Linked DNA regions of Oncorhynchus mykiss: region 1 is linked to region 2. A link is a contact called in public Hi-C data. All regions are on one chromosome and are shown on one strand. Each heading gives the region's core, a stretch centred on a gene start, on an enhancer-like site or on the middle of the called end of the contact. The rest is flanking DNA. Distances are from core to core; before and after follow the strand shown. Region 1 has its middle 13 kb from the start of LOC110508660. Region 2 holds the start of LOC110508659 (regulator of G-protein signaling protein-like).

Region 1 (6,460 bases), core at 2,622-5,121, 73 kb after region 2:
CAAACAGCTTTATGTTCAAAGTAATAGCAATGTTTTTTTGTCCTAACACTTGATGGGTTCGAATGGTCTGGTGTCCGCATAAATGTCAATTTGTTGCACAATTTCAGGACAAATATGTTCAGCGACAGGACACTGGGTTTCTTAGATGTCTGTTACTAGCCTGACTTCAATCGCTGACCTGTAGATGACAGAGTAAAACAACACAAACTGCTGAGAGGATGTGAGGGGACTTTGAGAGATAAAACTGTAGAAAGAAAGCCCTGGAGACGCGGAATGGAGCAGCAGTGAAGATCCGGCCTTGTTCTTACTACTTAACTGTATTCTAACATCAGTCCTCTCCCATGAGGATGGGACAAGTCTCTGGTAACACCTTATTGTCCCCTACAGACATGTATTGAAGGGTTGGTTGTTTAGCAACACACTGACAAGTGCGCAACTACGGAGTTGGCTTAGACTGTTGACAACATGTAAACTATATTTTGTCTTCAAATGTTTCTTGAAAACATAAATACGTTTGTATGTTGTATCAGCTGTTGGTTAGCTAGCTAGCAAATGTTTTCCATATTAGCATAGACATGAAAAAATGTCAAAACAAGACGTATCAATAACAAGATACAACAAGCTGAAATGAGCCATGTACGATTCCCCACAAGTTAGCTTCTGGTCATTGTTGTTAGATATCTGACCAGAATCATAATAACCCACACCTTGCAGACACATCGATGCACATGCATAATTCTTGTGACGTTGTCTGCCAACCCGTAAATAGATGTTACAACAGTAGTTACATCTATAATGGAAAGTTTCCTCTGCAATTCTAATTACATTTCACCATTTACTTTACAGCAAAACTAAAAACCTGCAACACACAGCTTAACAGTTGATAGTTTAGTGATGGCACAAACTAGTTGGCTTCTATTTCAACACCCTGCATCCTACACTGAGTATACCAAACATTAGGAACACCTTCCAAATATTGAGTTGCACCCCCTTTTGTCCCTCCGAACAGCCTCAATTCGTCGGGGTATGGACTCCAATGCTTCCCACAGTTGTGTCAAGTTGGTTGGATGTCCTTTGGATGGTGGACCATCCCTGATACACACAGGAAACTGTTGAGCATGAAAAACCCTGCAGAATTGCTTGACACAAGCCGGTGCACCTGGCACCTACTACAATACCTTGTTCAAAGGCACTAAAATATTTTGTCTTGCCCATTCACCCTCTGAATGGCACATGCACACAATCCATGTCTCAATTGTTTCAAGGCTTACAAATCTTTATTTAACACATCTCCTCCTTAATCTACACTGATTGAAGTGGATTTAACAAATAACATCAATAAGGGATCATAACTTCCCCTGGATTCACCTGGTCAGTCTGTCATAGAAAAAGCAGGTGTTTTGTACAGTCTGTTGTATATGCTACTGAGTAGGAAGGGGTAACCCTGGGGTTCTAGGCAACCATGTAAATCACAGCTCTGAAAGCACCCCCTTGCTTTTAGACCTTTTAGCTGATTAAAACAGGTCCAGGAAGAGTTGACTTGTAAACCTTGTGATGCCTTTTTCAAAACCCCATGCATCTTCCCCTCGGTGCCTTGAACAAGGAGATGCTGGACAATAGAAGAGCTGGTTTGTTTTGTCCGCAAGTCCTCAGTTCATTATCTGAATGACCTGGAGAGACAATCTATGTCATTTTTTTTTCTTGGAGGGGGGACAGCAACACACCAGTTCTAGGTTGGAGGGGGTGACACAACGTGACCCAATGTTGGCTGTGGGGAGGGGGGGGGAATCAGGCAAAGACGAGGGAAAGGGAGTGGTGGGGGGACAATGCAGTGGCTGTCCCTAGTAGGCCCCATAGAAGCCCCATAAAGACCCGATTCTTCCTCCTGTTGGCTGGCCTAGCCGACCCAGCACTAGTTGTCTGAAAACTAGCCTCTCCCTCTCCCCCTTCGGACTCGGCCAAAGCAGAGCAATTTAGGAGGGAGCTGTTGTTTTGGAGAGAGCCCTTGTGGGAGTCATTAAAGTGTTAAGCATTTCCCTTTTATTTATTTCTAAGGGACTCTTGGGAGAGGGATCCGATGAGCGCCTCAAAGGTAATGAGGGCTGACACCGATTGGCCACCCCTACACCACCCTGCGCTACTTTGCCTGCTACCATGGCAAACTGGGAAACGAACGACCCGCCTCTGTTAAGAACCAGCCTGTCGGACACTTTGAGACACTTCCTCTTCTCTACAGGTGGCCACCATCCACCAGCAATGCAGTAAATTAGGCTATTCTTACTGCAGGAAAGGGCCTTCAGACGATGAGGAGTGTGTTGGCTGGTTGTGTGGAAGGAGGTGGTTAGTAGTGATGTGTGAGGTTGATATTTTATTACACCAAAGATCACTGAATCATAATTGACTTAAAAAGGCCCAGCACGACATTAGGTGACTGGCTGGGAACCACCCTGATATGAGGCCATTTTTTTAATCATAGACCGAACCGAATGAGTCTCATGTTACTCCTACTGTACCATGACCCTCACAGGTGGCTGCTGGCAACTTAATTGGGGAGGATGGGCTGGAATGAAGTCAATAGAATGGTATCAAACACATCACACACACATGGTTCCATTATTATGAGCTGTTGTCCCCTCACCAGCCTCATGACGACCGTACTATACATATTCAAGAGTTGCGAATAAGGAAGCAGGTATATTCTGTGGGAAGGGCTGAAGTAATCACTCCAATGTTCTGATAGCAGACCATATACCATGATATACCATAGCAACTGAACCACAACAATATAACTGTTGATATAGGCTACTTGAGACTTCAGAAAAGCTGATACAACTTTATAGTTGTTTACATACAAGTGTAGTGACTGTTTGGGTAAACGAGTGTCATTGCCGTGTATATACAATGGGGAAGCACATAAGGAAATTGACGATTTAATAGTGTACATGCCCCTGCTTACATTTTAGAAATGGTTTACTTTGCTCACTCTATTAAGTACCATGACTTTTCCCTTGATTGGATTGTCTAACCTCAGCTAATGTGACAATATATAGTCTATGGCTTTATTGTAACATTAGTTAATCAGTAAACACAGCATTATAAACTTGCCATGTGAAGACATGTTAAGCTAATTCTTATTTGACACACAAAGCAAAAACTGGTCTGAAGCAGTCTGCTGTAGACGCATCAAGTATGTTTTTTCATTGTTGCATCAGTTCTATGAACTATAGAGGCCCCTGCTGGTGAAGACTATTACTGCACGTTGTTTACCAGTTCCCCACTGCACCCCAAATTGCCTGAACAAAATGTACCATTTCCGTATCATATTTGGTACTCCTGCAACAGTGGAGGCTGCTGAGGGGAGGACGGCTCATAGTAATGGCTGGAATGGAATGAATGGAATGATATCAACAACATGGAAACCACATGTTTGGTACCATTCCATTTACTCCATTCCAGCCATTCCTATGAGCCGCCCTCCCCTCAGCAGCCTCCACTGCTGTAGGAGTACCAAACATGATATGGAACTGGGCATTTTGTTCACACATGCTTAGCTGACCCCTTTCTAAACCCAGGACTGAAAAAAATAAAATAATAATCTGACCATATAGTATACCCTTCATGTTAAAACACAGACAACCAGAGTCACAAAAAATAGACAGTTCATCGAACTGACTCTCTCCAATGCAGCAGCATGTTGTTGGACTCCTATACACTATTTCACCACTGACAACACCTAGATATTAGTGCAACACTACACCATTTTTGGTTTGGCTACAATATGTATCTGTTTGAATAGGCAGCACATCACCGATGGAGGATAACATTTAGAGAGGAGATTCATGTCAAAAGACCCCCAGTTGAGCTAAAAAAGGAACTGAAAATAACCATTACCTCGTATACGTCAGTATATGGGAGCCACTGTCTCTTACTGGAGAAAAAAACTGAATGTGATTAATCGACTTTGCTAATGGTAGAATATAGGAAAGGCTCATTGATTTGTGTACCAGAGCATCAATGCAGTTTACACAACAGCCTGGCCTCAAAGAGTAGACGTAGCATAGTACATGTAAATCTGTATGTTAGTATGATATATTATGTTACATAAGGTTACTTAAAGCTGTTCTATGTAACTTTTAAGGCGACGTGATCAAATTCACATAGAAATGATAGTTATAGATCTGTAATTCTCAATGAAAGCAAGTTTAAGAAGCGGTAGATCTGTTCTATGTGTACTATTTCTATGCTTCCTGTTTTTAAGTTTAGTTTTTGCTTCTTTTACTTTCGATTTTGTACACCAGCTTCAAACAGCTGAAAATACAATATTTTTGGTTATGGAAAAGATATTTCAGAGCAGTATAGATGGTGCAATGATTCTCTACACTATACTTGCATGTTTTGTCACAAACAGAAATTAGGTGAACTATTAGACTTTTTGCAACCAGGAAATGGTGGAGAGATTTCTGCATAGTACATCATTAAGCCAAAAACTAAAGAAGGGACCTACGTTGAACTAATGTGGATTAAACGTTGAATTGATGTCTGATGTCATAACATATTGTACAAATTGCAATTTGTAACATATCACACGAAATGGATTATGGACATACACAAATGAATATATACCATACGAAATGTAATATATCATACTATTTTGAGTGTCACAGATTTACGTTTACTATGTTACGTCCAGGTTGGTTTCCAGTGCTCTCCCAGTGCTCTAATATAAAGTCTCTCTCATATATAGAGTGACTGGTAAAAAGGAGGTTATGCAACAGCATTGACCACTTGAGTAACTGGTGTTTTATGGGAGTGAATGGAGAGGCCTCTGAAAGGCATTATAGGAGACCATTAGAATTCACAGCAGCAATGTATTGGTATTAAGACTCTGTTGCTGCTTATATCAAAATCTGCTCCCAGATCTGCAGGGGTCTTTCTTCTCCGTGTTGCCCCCCAACAGCTCCTGGGATGGAGGAGACCAATAGCAGAGGTCCAACAGTCCCCGGACATACTGTGGCAGACCAAAACAACGACTCAGTCAGGAAGTTTCCTGTCTTTACTGCTTTTCACAGCAACACACTGTAATCAAAGCAACTTAGAGTTTAAATAAACAAACAAACAAATCTCATTCAAGGCTACTGGGGTTGGATGGATTTCTGTGTTTTGTGCCTTCCCATTGTGAAAACATCGGTTGAATCAACGTTGTTTCCACGTCCTTTAAAAGAAACGACGTTGAACCAATGTAAACTCAGCAAAAAAAGAAACGGTCCTTTTTCAGGACCCTGTCTTTCAAAGATAATTCGTAAAAATCCAAACAAGTTCACAGATCTTCATTGTAAAGGGTTTAAACACTGTTACCCATGCTTGTTCAATGAACCATTAACAATTAATGAACATGCATCTGTGGAACGGTCGTTAAGACTAACAGCTTACAGACGGTAGGCAATTAAGGTCACAGTTATGAAAACTTAGGACACTAAAGAGGCCATTCTACTGACTGAAAAACACCAAAAGAAAGATGCCCATCTGCATGAACATGCCTTAGGAATACTGCAAGGAGGCATGAGGACTGCAGATCTGGCCTTGGCAATAAATTGCAATATCCGTACTGTGAGACGCCTAAAACAGCGCTACAGGGAGACCGGACGGACAGGTGATCTTCCTCGCAATGACAGACCACGTGTAACAACACCTGCACAGGAGCGGTACATCCGAACATCACACCTGCAGGACAGGTACAGGATGGCAACAACAACTGCCTGAGTTACACCAGGAACGCACAATCCCTCCATCAGTGCTCAGACTGTCCGCAATAGGCTGAGAGAGGCTGGACTGAGGGCTTGTAGGCCTGTTGTAAGGCAGGTCCTCACCAGACATCACCGGCAACAACGTCGCCTATGGGCACAAACCCACCGTTGCTGGACCAGACAGGACTGGCAAAAAGTGCTCTTCACTGACGAGTCGCGGTTTTGTCTCACCAGGGGTGATGGTCGGATTCACGTTTATCGTCGAAGGAATGAGCGTTACACCGAGGCCTGTACTCTGGAGCGGGATCGATTTGGAGGTGGAGGATCCGTCATGGTCTGGGGCGGTGTGTAATAGCATCATCGGACTGAGCTTGTTGTCATTGCAGGCAATCTCAACGCTGTGCATTACAGGAAAGACATTCTCCTCCCTCATGTGGTACCCTTCCTGCAGGCTCATCCTGACATGACCCTCCAGCATGACAATGCCACCAGCCATACTGCTCGTTCTGTGCGTGATTTCCCGCAAGACAGGAATGTCAGAGTTCTGCCATGGCCAGCGAAGAGCCCGGCTCTCAATCCCATTGAGCACGTCTGGGACCTGTGGATCGGAGGGTGAGGGCTAAGGCCCTTCCAACCCAGAAATGCCTGAGAACTTGCAGGTGCCTTGGTGGAAGAGTGGGGTAACATCTCACAGCAAGAACTGGCAAATCTGGTGC
Region 2 (6,219 bases), core at 3,131-5,630:
ACTGTCAACTGCAGAGTAAATAGTGGCATCCAAGCTATAAAACCTCACCAAAGTGTGGGGTAATGCCAAGCTCACCTCCGCACAGATATCACTAACAGTCAATCCCTTAAATGACGCCCACTACACCGTATACCACTAGAAAACTCCTGCTTCTTGGTGCTATATGCCTCCATACTCCTGTGGAAGAGATGTTGCTAAAAAAGCTTTCCCACAGACTGGACAGACAAAAAAGCTGGTCACACTAGCGCAGGAGCATCATGCAGCCCAATAATCTGAGGGAGTACAAAATGCGTGAGGATGGCTAGTAGGTGGTCCAGAGGGGGGCGAGTAAGTTGGAGAAGTTTGAATTTTTTAAACACCTGAAACAGCTTTTTCCTGCAATCTATAGCCATAATCATTATGCTTAATCCTATGTAAAAAAAAAAAAATGTAAGTATATTTTTCTGCATATCTAACCATATCTCTTGAACTGTCTGTAACCTCCTGACCGCTGTTTGTTTTTTAAGAAACTAAATATGCTTCTCCACATATCTGCTAAAATCTGGGTAAAAGAAATGAAAGGAATGAGAGTCATTTTCAGTACATTTAGGTATTGCTTGCTTTTCTAAAGTCTACCAACCTTGCCAGCAGGCATGCCAGCTAAGATAGTTAGACAAGCTATATACTCTAACTTGATTGATAGCCTGAAATATCTTCTTGGTAGCTAGTTATGAGGTTGGGAGATTGGGAACCTACTGTATCTGGGATAGCTAAAGCAAACTTCATAAAAATGTGGCTAGTAGTATTACAGAAATAAATAAATAAAAATGAACAGGACAAATCTGAGGGGGCACGTGCCCCTGTGCCCCTTATAGGCATGACGCCACCGCACTAGCACAGTGGTTTTTTAAAATGTTTTTATTTATTTATTTAACCTTTATTTAACTAGGCATCAGGAACCCATGTGGGGTCACCTGATTTGAAAACGGAGTAGCACGAGAGAAACTCTGAAATATTTTTTTTTAAGTACTCAGGCTGATCTGTTATAGACTGCCATAGCCCCAATAAAAAATTGTAACAATGGCCATTGATTACATAATTATTATTATTTTTACATGGTGGTGTCGCGGTCCAAATAAGTTTGGGAAAAAGGGAGAAGCTAGAAGGGGATAGCTAGCTGAGTACGTAAAGAGTCACGGATCATTCGTGGGAAAACGCAATGCGCTTAGCCGAAGCTAAAGCCATGAGCAGGGAAGCATCTACACTTTCAAAGTGGAGAATGAACTACCCCGAACAAAAAAGTTCCTGTGGAAACATAAAAAATGCCCACAATAGAACAACAATAGAATAGAGTTCAAATGCACACCATTTAAATGCACACAATCCTTCCATGGAGCATGTCTGGGCAGAGGAAGTATGCGCTCTAAGTAAAACGAATGGGGGCAAGAAAAGTTAACTGTTTTGTTCTCCAGAAAAGGGCACCAATGAAAGAAGTGATAACTGGGGTAGCAGTAGATATAAACGTTGACCAAACGTCGTCGTTTGAAGCGACGCAGACAGGGTGGCGAGAGTGGGGAAACAGAAGAGTCATTGTCTGTTCTTTTGAGTTTTGAAATTGAGTGTTTGCCTGACAAAGTGAAGGATATAGGATATATAAGTTATCCCGTAGCAGTGTATGTACCGAATACATTACGGTGTTACAGGTGTCAAGCTTATGGGCATATGGCAGCAGTGTGTAGGAGGGAGGGTCCAATGTGTGAGAAATGTGCAGAAGGGCATGAGACAAAAGAAAGTGTAGTATTGGGAAAAGTAGTAGAATGTGTTAATTGTAGGTGTGCCCATGGAGCTGGGGATCAGAAATGTCCCGTGCGAGAGAGGCAGGTTGAGGTTTCCAGGGTTAGAGTAGTGCAGAAGTTGTCATATGCTGAGGCAGCGAAGAAAGTAGTGGATGATGGGTTAATGGGGAGGAGTGGTGAGAGTAGTAGAGATTTACCAGTACAGAGGGATAGGCCAAAAAGTGAATTAAGTTTCAGTAAAATTTGATTTTTATCATTTATAGCAATGGTTATCAATTGTACTGCAGGGATGGATCGGAAGTCTCAGAAAATTGAGGTTGTGGTGGCAGCTGCAGAGGTATTTGGGTGTGCGAGACTTGACAGCAGAAGAGTTACTGGATGTGTTAAGTGGTGATGTCCCATCCTTTCAGGGTGATGGCATGAGGTAGGAAAATAATAATTTAATTAGTGGAGTAGGGTGGTGTTAATTGTATTGTATATCATTTTGAATTTAGTGAGTATAGTGTTAGATGGTAGGATATTTATTTCGTATTTTTTTCTTTTTCAAGTAAAGTATAAGGGAGTTGTACTCCAGTCTAGTAGATGGCGATAAAGCAAAAAATGGGATGCCAACCGCCTTTAAACCTCATAGAAGACGCCTCATGCTGAATAATAGCAATACATTTGGAGGTAAAGCTCTGGCCATCCAGACCCCTAGTTTCCAACTCTCTCAACCTGGTCTCAGGGAATTTTGTAATATTCTGTACCTAAATCCGAGAACTCCATTAAGTATGGTATGTTACATTTGGTATTGTTACTTAAGATAGATATTTACTTAAGGCAATACACGAAAGGAGGGTGGTTGGTTGGGGTGAGCATATAACGTTAACGCGAGTTTGAATCTCATCACGGACAATTTTATCTGATGTGCTACTTTTCACCTACTTTGTATCTACTCTGCGTGCTAGCTAACCCTCCTCTAACCTTACCCTTTTAGCTAACCCTCCCACTAACACTTAACACTCACCCCTAGCCTAGCTGAAGTTAGCGAGCAAGCTAACATTAGCCACCTAGCTAGAATTTGTAACATATAATACGAATTGGGTGATGGACATCCACAAATGAATACATACCATACGAAACATATACTAAATGGAGTGTCTCTGATTTACGTACAGAATAATATGACATGCCCTGAGACAACAGAACCCCCCCCCCCCAACCACGGATCTCCGCCCAACAAGCGAATGATATCCGAGAACCATGGATTCTTGGGCCATTGGGGAACAAGAACCAACGACAAGCCCTACAGGAGGAAATGCGTAGAGTTTGTGCATGGCCAATGATGCACTCGTTTATCCACTATGAGCCAATGTTAGGAGGGAGAGAGACCCTCCTTGTCGTTAGAGTGCCAGAACACCATCACCATGTTACTAACGTTACGTGGGCGACGGATGATAAAATGCTGTTGAAAAACACCCAGATTCTAGCCCTAATAACATCAGCTACATCACAAGTAAAGTCCTGGAATGGTAGAGCTAAACAGGGGAACTTACGAAGAGAGAAGTCTTGCCAGTTGTGTCTGAGGTAGCCCTCAAACTTGCTTCTGGTCAGATTGTCCTTCATGGCATGTCGGAATTTACAGATGCTTTTGATGAACCCGGAGAAGACGCTCCACACATGTTTCTATAAGAAAAGGAGGAACGAATTTTGTGATAACAGAATAGTTAACCTTATAGAAATATAGACGATACGTGCCACATTAGGTATTCAGTAGTAGATTCTAAGTTTGAACATATGTCCCAGCTGACACAGGTTCATCTAACTCTCTGTCGGTATACGGCTATGGTAAAGTGGTGACCACTCACTAGTTTGTTTGTAAGGACGATGGTTCTTGTGCTGGTGTCAGTAACATTGGTACAAGGAGGAAAGGTATCTTGGTACTTTTTGAACCTGCAGAAGTATAAGGTCCACAATAAATACAACAAGAACAAAAAAATGATTCATATTTTTTTGGTGGTACATTCTAGATTAATCCATATTTGGAGTAATAGTTTAGAAAAATATTGTTGTAGAGAACATCCTACCGTTTTGCTACACTGCTGCTGCACCATACATAATAAATTATACAACATTTTTACTTTGTACAAAAGAGCACACCACAATTTTGTCCAACAAAATAACATCTGTGTCCATTAAACCTTAATGCTTTGAAGCCATGCAGTAAAACATCTGTTGGAAAATATGCATGTTTTATGGACATGTTATGATCCAACTACACATTGTAAAAGGCAGGTGTCCTGCTCACTGCAGATAGTGTCTAAAGATAGCAAACATTCCCAGACATACATGTGTTGAGTAGTATTAATAAGAAGAGGTATTTAAAATGAACTCATCATATAATAGAATAAACTGCTGTAATAAATAAGTTGGGATCACTTATCAAGGTTCAGTACCAGGTTGCCTCCAGAGATTTGATAACCAGATCCTGAGCTGCAAAAATTATGTCCGGAGAAACATATCTCATCTTGGGGATCTGAGAGATGAGGTTGGCGCTGCACTGAAGATAATCCTCTACAATGACAGACAGACAGGGGATTTAAATTATGTTTGTTAATAATATGCTGGGTTTAGTGTGTGGAAAGGCAGACGTGATTTACGGTCTCAAGCAGCCGCAAGGGCCACCAGAGGGTGTTATTAGAGGTCAAACGACGGCAGAAATAATAGCGCCCTCTGGCTGACCTTGGGACTGGGTCTCTGTAGGCAGGCAGCTGATGGCATTAAAAGGCTTTCTTCATTAGCTGTGATAGCAGTTGATAAAAGGCTGCTATTTAGCCGTAAGCAGCAGATTTGTGATATATAGGCAGTAGGGCTTACTTTCTTCATTCTTGACTAGGAGTTCATAAAAGACACCGGGGACTTCCAAGCCGAGAATTACGAAAGTACTGTCAAGTAAGGGTTAGTCGAAAATCTGCTTCTTAGGCTATGGCTAAATAGCAGCCTGTTATAAACGGTTATCATGGCTAAAGATGAAAGACGTTTGACTTTAGTCCCATCAGCTAGTAGGCAGACAGGAGGCAAAGGATAAGGTGCAAAAAGTGTGGGTTTTATTAACAAAATGGTAGAAGTGGTAGCAGAGGTAGACCTACATAATAATGTCCCCAGAAATATGCACAAGCACTTAGCCTAGAAAAACAAACAATGTGGACAGTCATATGCTTTCCCCTTACAAAATCAATATAGGCCTACTAAATTAGGATTTGGTTGGTACAGGCTATGGGCACTGTCAAGACAAAATGCAGCCTAACCACATACAGATATTCTCCCCTTCAGAGCATACAGATCACTGGTAAAGCCCGGTAGAAATACCTTGAGCCCAATCCCTGTGCAAAACCATTGCATCAACAAGCAGGGGTGCTGCACATAACAAATTAACTGGTTGAAACCTAATTTACAAGCTGAAGACGACACAAATGTGCAGAAGTAGACTATCATAACACCACATCATATTCACAGGCCTTTTCAATCTAACCTGTATACATTTTTAATATGAGAGATCTCATTAAACAAATAATAAATTGACAAAATGACAGAGCCCTTGGGAAAAAGTGTTGCGTGCTTCTGAATCAAATGAGGGTGTACGCAGAGAGGATGTGTACGAGTGGAGCTCAGTGAAGCAGCAACAACCACGTGACAAACACAAAAATAAATGCACAAACTGAAAGAAAATAATTTCACTGGAGCTACAAAGATAACTGGAAAACTTGTTGGCAATGAAGAGTATTTGGCTGTTGTTGGCTACACTTGTTTAAAAACAGTAGGTTAACTGTTGTTGGCAATGAAGAGTATTTAGCTGTTGTTGGCTACACTTGTTTAAAAACAGTAGGTTAACTATTGTTGGCAATGAAGAGTATTTGGCTGTTGTTGGCTACACTTGTTTAAAAACAGTAGGTTAACTGTTGTTGGCAATGAAGAGTATTTAGCTGTTGTTGGCTACACTTGTTTAAAAACAGTAGGTTAACTGTTGTTGGCAATGAAGAGTATTTAGCTGTTGTTGGCTACACTTGTTTAAAAACAGTAGGTTAACTGTTGTTGGCAATGAAGAGTATTTAGCTGTTGTTGGCTACACTTGTTTAAAAACAGTAGGTTAACTGTTGTTGGCAATGAAGAGTATTGAGCTGTTGTTGGCTACACTTGTTTAAAAACAGTAGGTTAACTGTTGTTGGCAATGAAGAGTATTGAGCAGGTAGGCTATGCTAACCTGGACTTTGGGGAAGGCGTAACATAGTAAACATAAATGCTGGACACTCCAATTAGTATATTTTACGAATTGCAATTCGTACAATATGTTACGAATTCGCTAAACTTGTATATACGTCACAAATTCCAATTTCCTGTGGCTAAAGTTAGCTTAGTGGCTTACGCTAGCTAGGGTTAAGGTTAGGTTAAATGGTTAAGCAAGGGT

Evidence for each region. A called contact is a pair of places that touch in the nucleus more often than the background predicts.
Region 1: a Hi-C map of blood shows a contact between it and region 2, with 6 times the contacts expected there. The contact joins the enhancer-like site here to the promoter of LOC110508659 in region 2. A contact is called at or near these places in 2 of 3 Hi-C or Micro-C datasets (blood and liver).

Annotation. Positions count from the first base shown.
Region 1 is chr28:18,284,425-18,290,884 of USDA_OmykA_1.1, forward strand. No RefSeq gene overlaps it. Among protein-coding and RNA genes, the nearest start is that of LOC110508660, 13 kb to the right of the region's middle. Within about 2 kb of position 3,872, at least 2 of the 11 cell types and tissues checked have an H3K27ac peak or open chromatin away from gene starts, as enhancers often do.
Region 2 is chr28:18,210,691-18,216,909 of USDA_OmykA_1.1, forward strand. It overlaps LOC110508659 (regulator of G-protein signaling protein-like), which reads right to left and starts at 4,381. Exons shown (of 11, transcript XM_036966072.1): 1 at 4,211-4,381; 2 at 3,623-3,707; 3 at 3,311-3,440. The coding sequence starts at 4,281. It overlaps LOC118944819, which reads right to left. Exons shown (of 5, transcript XM_036966069.1): 5 at 4,508-6,219.